Regions from separate parts of the Zea mays genome. Here region 1 is linked to region 2. A link is a contact called in public Hi-C data. All regions are on one chromosome and are shown on one strand. Each heading gives the region's core, a stretch centred on a gene start, on an enhancer-like site or on the middle of the called end of the contact. The rest is flanking DNA. Distances are from core to core; before and after follow the strand shown. Region 1 holds the start of LOC100282164 (60S ribosomal protein L35a-like). Region 2 holds the start of LOC103632627.

Evidence for each region. A called contact is a pair of places that touch in the nucleus more often than the background predicts.
Region 1: a Hi-C map of tassel shows a contact between it and region 2, with 2.8 times the contacts expected there. The contact joins the promoter of LOC100282164 here to the promoter of LOC103632627 in region 2. A contact is called at or near these places in 5 of 25 Hi-C or Micro-C datasets (ear, leaf, seedling and 1 more).

The regions. Positions count from the first base shown.
Region 1 is chr7:100,374,973-100,379,012 of Zm-B73-REFERENCE-NAM-5.0, reverse strand. LOC100282164 (60S ribosomal protein L35a-like) reads left to right here and starts at 2,528. Exons shown (of 4, transcript NM_001155076.2): 1 at 2,528-2,657; 2 at 2,758-2,986; 3 at 3,074-3,116. The coding sequence starts at 2,590. The coding sequence ends at 3,115.
Region 2 is chr7:100,200,313-100,204,012 of Zm-B73-REFERENCE-NAM-5.0, reverse strand. It overlaps LOC103632627, which reads right to left and starts at 2,124. Exons shown (of 1, transcript XM_008654373.4): 1 at 1,352-2,124. The coding sequence starts at 1,961. The coding sequence ends at 1,572.

The DNA of each region.
Region 1 (4,040 bases), core at 1,279-3,778, 170 kb before region 2:
CAAATTGCAAAATGTTCATAGAAATATTCTCTGTCCAAATAAATTATGATCATCCATAGCCTGTGCACTTTAATTTTATGCCTAGACTAAAGGTTAAGTTTAAGTAATAATGTATTTGTTTAGTAAAATAAATAAAAGGAAAAGGTTAATGGTATTTATATGGATAATGTTGTGAGATTAATAAAATGTTGGGTATGAATTGATCCCTGGTATAATTTTGTGTCTCACTAAAATTAGTAGAACTAAACTAAATAGTCCAGAATATCTAGGGAATCAATGATCTCTAATTATATTAATCCCTAGCATTTAAATCTACCCTTTATGTTCATAGTGTCTTATCAAACTTGTGTTCACTTGATTGTACATGTTTGGTGTGCTGTTTATTTGTACTTTCCAAATGTATTGAATGTATGATTGCTTTATTTAGACAACGAGCAGCCCGTGGTTCCTAAGTGTGTTGCCGAAGATCTTCCTGAGCAACAACCTGGTGAAGGCAAGTGTCCTCTGACCTATTATGTCCTACATACTTATAATTCACCGTCCCACGTTACATTATTGAAACCTAATGATTGACTAGTCTGTATTTACCTTATCCTTGTTTACCTTTTGGGTTATCATGATTAGCTTTATGCTATTACTTTACTTTAATCAATGAACATGGTGTGAATATTATGATACGATGATGTTATCCCGATGATGTTCTTGTGATACTTTAGGGGACTGAAGCTGTTTCCTAAGTACCTCTCCGTAAGGACCTGTTTGGGGAGTGACAACCCGGGATAACAGTGCAACCATGAGGGTGGAATGGGACACCCTTAGCTGATTAATTAGAGGAACCAGAGGAGTACTTGGCTTCGTCGTAGGGTCGTCAATGGGGTCCGGGCACAGTACTTGCTCTACCGAGGCTGGTTGCAGAGGTTCTTGATTCGGTTTTGTTAGTCACCCTTCCTTTGGGGAGAGGTACTGTGTTTATCAAACTGGAGAAACCTAACGAGCGGCTACGACCTCTGGGAAATCTTTGTAAAGGCTACGTAGTGATACCCTGCCAGGCCACATGGGTAGTGGTCAATGGAGATTGGCTCTTTCCGGGCAGAATGTGAATCACGACTTGTGGGTAAAGTATGCGACCTCTGCAGAGTGTTAGAAACTGGTATATCAGCCGTGCTCACGGTTATGAGCGGCCTTGGGATCCTCTTTGATTAGAAGAACTTTGGTTACTTTTACGATGATGATTAATGATGATGGTATAATTATGATCTCTGGTATTTCCTCTTGGAGGGAGTACATTTGGGTAATAAATGGGTTTATTACTAAAACTTGGCTCTACTAGTAGTAATAAATACTTGACCAACTAAAAGCAACTGCTTAACCTTAACTCCACATAAAGCTAGTCCACTTTAGCCAAACGGGACATTTGCTGAGTACGTTGATGTGTACTCACCCTTGCTTTACAAACTACCCCACACCAGGTTGTCCCCACTTTACTCAGTGCTTAGGAGGAGATGCTGGCAACATGGAGGATTTTGAGGAGTTTCAGGACTACGATGAGTTCTAGTTTATCTTAGTGGCAAACCCCCAGTCAGCTGCCTGTGAAGGCCTTATCTTCTACGTTTCGTATTTCCGCGCTTTGATGTTAATGACTATATTTTAGACTCAGTGGATGTCTTGGACATCTTGTTGTAATAAAGTATTTTTCCGCTATTTACTTTGAGCATTGTGTGATGATGTCCAATTATGTAATCGCTGTGTACGTGAGTTTCTAATCCTAGCACGTACATGGTTCGCATTCGGTTTACCTTCCAAAACCGGGTGCGACAGTTTCCACCGTCGTCGTGTCACACGTGAATCATATATGTCGTGTGTCTACACTCTCTCTCCCACGTAACGGCCCAACACAATCGGCCCGAGCAACCCACGTGCCACACCTTACTCGTCTCCCTAGCCGTGCAACTGATGGCCTTTGTATTAATGTTTGTCTATATACTATACTCCCAATCATTCGAAAAAAGAAAATGAATTAATTATTCATAGAAAAAGAAGCAATTCACATATATTTATCTCTTAAACCTATTAATGCTCATTACATTTTCATTATATACAACTGATGGTAGAAGAAGTTGAAGCATGTTTTTAATGTATGTTATGTATTAATATTTTATTGAATAATTTATATGTTGTATTTATTGAATAATTTATATGTTGTCACGGCACACAAGATACTAGTGCGAGTGTACGACCTAAACCCTTAGGACCATATCAATGAGTTAACATGGAACGAAACGTCCTATTTGCAATTAGCCTCGTCATGTTGCTAGACCGGCCCATCTTGGCCCAGATGGAAAGACTAAAAAAACCTGCAGAAGGCCATTAACCAATCGGCCCATTTACCCTCGTGACTTAAACCCTAGCATTTTCGAGACAGCCCTTCGGAACATCGTGACCGTTCGTTGGAATCTGCGAGTCAATCGAGATCGCTCTTCTCTCCGTCCCCTGCTACATATAAGGTACCTCCGGCCCCAAACTGCACGAGCTCTCTCTAGCATTACCCGGCGGCGGAAGCGTAAGCGCAAAACGAAGCAAGCGGCCGCCATGGTGAAGGGACGCACGGGACAGCGCGTCAGGCTCTACGTCCGGGGCACCATCCTTGGATACAAGAGGTGAGATCCACGCCACAGCCTCTTCTCCGTCTGTTCTACTTGCATCTGGTCATTTTTCGGTTCGATTCCGCTAACTGTGGTTGCGGTGGTGGCTGCGCAGGTCCAAGTCGAACCAGTACGAGACCACGTCTCTCGTGCAGATCGAGGGGGTGAACACCAAGGAGGATGTCGCGTGGTACGCTGGCAAGCGCATGGCGTACATCTACAAGGCCAAGACCAAGAGCAATGAGACCCGCTACAGGTGCATCTGGGGCAAGGTCACCCGTCCGCACGGAAACTCGGGCGTCGTCCGTGCCAAGTTCATGTCCAACCTCCCGCCTGAGTCCATGGTCAGTGACGCAACCTCTAAGCTGTTTGATGCCTGATCCCAATTGATGGTTGGTCTCTCTCCTGATGCTGTTTTTATTTGAGTGCAGGGGCGCAAGGTCAGAGTGTTCATGTACCCGAGCAGCATCTAAGGTTAGGATCCGGAAACGACTGATCTTCTCTATTTGTTTGGCTGGTTGATCTTGAATTTGTTGTTTGTGATCGAATGATATGACAACGAATTTTGCGTAGACTGCACTGGCCATTGCTGTAGTCCATGGTCTAGCACTTTTAGGTGGTTAAAACGCATCATTATTTGTGGTTACGGTTGTTTATTAGTAGTCACATTGAGTCTATAGCAGCAAACAGTGTCTATTCATCTGAGAAATTTCGGCTTTTGTAGTTTGGTGTGCTCATGTTGATACTGCTTGTATTCAGTGAGTTTATAGTTTGCTGAGTGATTAATTCAATTAGCTTAGAACGCCAAGTTAAAACTTTCAGTCTTTACATGTCTCAATGGTACCAAACACACGTGGAATATACATTGTTTAGTTTGTTAGTTCAGTAATAGTTCCTCTGTTCACAAATGTAGCTACATTTCTAGTAGCAAAAAATACATACTCCTTGTGAATCATAAATCAATATTAGGAAAATTAACTGTGAGGAATGGGAACGGTGAAATATGGTGGAAAAGTTTACCCTTGTGGAAACTTTACTATTATGGATGGAGTATATAGTTCTAAATAATCTTTTCCAGTTTTCTATCAGTTATTCTGTTTTATTTATTAGATGCCTACCAGCATTTGATTGTATCTGTTTCTTTGCACTGGAGTAATCAAATGCTTTTTGCATCAGTTCTTAATTGTGCTGTCACTATGTATTGGATATAGTGATGCCTATTTGGAGCACTTTTAGACTAGGCAGTTTTTAGTTTTAGGCACCTTGAAATGTCTATCTCACTCAGTCATAGAGGGTTTGAAGCAGCCTCTTCGCATTTGCAGGGGAAGTCTTGCCTCTTTATAATTTCCCCGAACCCCACTTATTAGGGTTTGTTCGGTTATTTTCATCCATATGGAT
Region 2 (3,700 bases), core at 875-3,374:
CGACCAACGACTCATGACCCTGCTCCTCAATCCAGGAACATTTTGTATGACCCAGATCCATTCTTATCTACACCGCCTAATCAATAGTCCGCTTCGGTGTCTCGATCCTTATGTCGCGACACTACACAACCCCACCCCTTCCCGGTGCCCCCATCTCACTCGTCATCCTCATGACGCTAGCTAGCTCGACATGTCCGATCTTGTTTGTCACGATGATGTGACCCGTCCTTGGAGGTCAGCAAGCTTGTCGAACCAACGAGCCCTATCTCTCAACTAGAGACGTCCCTTGACCCACCTCTTTCTCGGCACACCTGCCCATCATCGACAAGGTACACCCAATTTTTATTAGGCTAGTAAGAACTTAACAGCATGTTTACTTCTTTTGTTTATTTATTTATTTCTTTGAATTTATATCGTGTATTGATATAAAACTTGAATTCAATGCAATACTGGTTTTGTCGAATGGAGCCACTGCATTCCAAATAGCCCCGGAACCAAACACTACGAATAGGGTTTGTCTCGATTCAGTGCTCTCGTATTTTTCGCTAACTATTCTTTCAATTGTAGCAGGTGCTGTGCACCGTGCACGTCCACAAAAATACGCATACGAGATGTTAATATCAAGACTTATTGTTGGATCATGCTCTTGCAAGTATTATTAGGGATTAGTATATATATATATATATGCATGCGATGCATGCACTTGAGTGCTGGTGTCTGCAACATGCATTGGGAGAGAGAGAAAAAAGAACACCGAACAGCGAGCGCATATATTCCTGCGAGATATCCGAATCCACGTATGGCGATTGCTCGGTGTAGATGTTGACGGAGAGTACAGCACGCATGGCGTAAAGGGACCTAATCAATCACACCACGGATGCCTCCACGTGACGGCTTGCACTCGTGGCCGTTTCGGAACGCTGGACTGAGAAACTCCTAGGGCGATCCAGGATTTCTCACAGTTTTTTATAGGGTGCCACTTACGTTTCTGACACCGAAATTGCTTGCTCGCCCAATATAATAGCCTTGTTGTAGCCAGGGAGTGGAGTGGCACACGACTGACAGCTCAAGGCACACCACGAAGCATGTGGAGTGGCACAAGACTGACAACACGAAACTCTGGCTCCGGATTTTATATGTCGGCACAAGGTTGGCAACAGTCAATCGAAAGAAAGGTCAGCAGAGTGAGACCTCTGCTGTTGAACCTCGAGGGGAGTGAAAAGCTTTGCATCACATGGATCGGATCTAAGGTGTTGTTTCGTTCACGAATCCTAACGTAGATGTTAATGATAATAATTTACACAAATTTGAATAGACCGGTATCAGTTTCTAGTGTGTTATCTAATTACACTTAAATAAACATGATTTAACGTTAACTATTAACCATCATGAACCAAACAGCATCTAAGTTCAGATGCAGCCGGCAAAACACAACACAAGTATTGCAGAAATCAAAATGGAGGAGTAATAATACACATCCTACAAGATCAACTAAGCTGGCCACATATATCACACACGCATATACCGATACTACCACCGCCAGGAATACAGATCGAGGTGCAGCTACCTGCTCACCAGAAGGTGTCTCTTCCACGGTGATACCTGCAAGTGTTGTGGCCGACCAATAGCGGGCGGGAGAGCACAGGGAGGCCCCACGGCGACATGAAGACGACGGCCGGGCAGACGACGGCCTCCGTCCTGGCGCGGGCGTGGCAGATCTTTGCAGACAACTCGGCGACCTTCCTCGGTATCAGAACCGAGGTGACCTTGCTCCACTTGAGCCGCCTGACACTGAACAAACAGGGGGCTTCAGCCTTCTTACCATTCGCGGCTGGCGGACACCGCCACCTGGAAGTGGCTCCGTCGTCCCAGCAGCACTCCAGCCTCTGGTACTGGAAAACCCTCCTGGACGTGCGGCTGCCGGCGCCGCCACCGACGCCGGTGTCCTGGAAGACGCCCATCGTTGGCGCAGCTCCCTGCAGAAAGCTGCAAGGCAGGAGATATAGACACTACGATCGAGGAGGGTACATGGACTGACACACAACAGATCACGGAGGGGGGGACGGGAGGAACAGTAGCTAGCTAGGCCACATGGAATGGAACGACCCCCACAAGGCTGTGTGTAATACCCAGTTTGTAAGGAGATATAAAAAGTGGAAATTACTTGTATTCCCTTATCTATATGTGTGTTACTTCTATTTTACCATCACATGTGAACATCTCACTTAAACAATAAACAACAAAAGACACCCAAAATGACACATGCATCATGCTGGGATTTTATTGTGTGTGCATTACTTGTGACAATATAAAAAAAAAATAATATAAAAATGAATATGTTAAATCTAGAATGGAAATTGAGACCTAAAAGAAATTCTTGAATCTAAAAAAGAGAAGGAAATAAATATGGTGAGGATAAAAATAAGTAAATAAATATATATATATATATATATATATATATATATAAATAAAAATATTATTTACTGATACATTGTTTATTTTGGGCACTCAACCTTTATGATGGATCCACAACTCAAGTTTGAAATTCAAATAGTAGAATTTGAATACATAGAAAGGAAATTGAAAAAAAAGAAAAGCTCACCTGTGCACTTGGGCCGTTTCTTCCCTCGGTCGGCCCAATTGGGCACTTCACACCCCGCGCTGGCCCATAGCCGCGCCAGCCCTTTCATCACCCGCCTGTGAATGACACATGGCCCCCACGGGTCAGACTCTTCAGTTCATGGTCGTCTTCGCCAGGCCGCCAAATCCGCGCGTCGCGGTGACCGACCCCACCACCATAGCCGGCGCAACGGCTTGGGCGAGATTCACTCGCGCACAGACCTCGCCCGCTGGATATATGGCTTACCCCCCCTTCCTCTGCGCTACCCTTTTTTCCGTGAACCGAGGAAGAGAATGGGAGAGCCGCCACGGGGGAGAAAACAGGTCACCGCCGTCGAACTAGGAGCCAGGGGGCACTCGGGCACCCGTAGGGCAAAATAGCGTTGCGCCGTGACTCCTAGAAGCTTCGGCGACAGCTGATTCCGTCGGTGGCGTAGCTTCGTCGGTCGAATCGCTCCTCGGATTCGTGCGCTGCCGCAGATCCGCCTTGGCGCGTGGGCAAGCGCCGTTACGCCTCGACTCCGGTAAAAACTCCGCTCACGTGTTCATAGTGTTCCTTGCATTACGTGGATCGCCTTAGGGTATCGGTTAGGCATCAGGGCGGCGGAAATTGCTCACCGGTGGGGCGCTGCCGCGAGGGCGTGGCCACCGCCGTCGCCTGGCCGCGGGGTAGAAGACAGGACCCGTGCCGTCCGATCCGGATTGAAGGGCGTAGAATAGATCGCGTGTGAAATAACACCGGACCGTTGGATTGGGATCCAATAGCGACGATTAGGCCACGGGATTGGTGAAATTGGACCGTAGACCTCTGATCCAACCGCTCTGGTGGCATACTGTTTCAGTTTATGTAGGATCTAATCCGGGCCCTCGGTTCGGGATCTAGCGGCTGATATCGCACCATACCCCTTCGGGGGTACATTTTGCTAAAGAAACCCTAGGGTATTTTATAATGAACCTGTCGTCCTACTTCCACTATTCCCTGTGTCTCTGGATTCTTACCCCGAGCCCTCTATACTTTGCAGAAAATGAGGCCCAGTCCAGAACCCGTTTAATTCGAATAAATGAAATAGAAAATGGATTT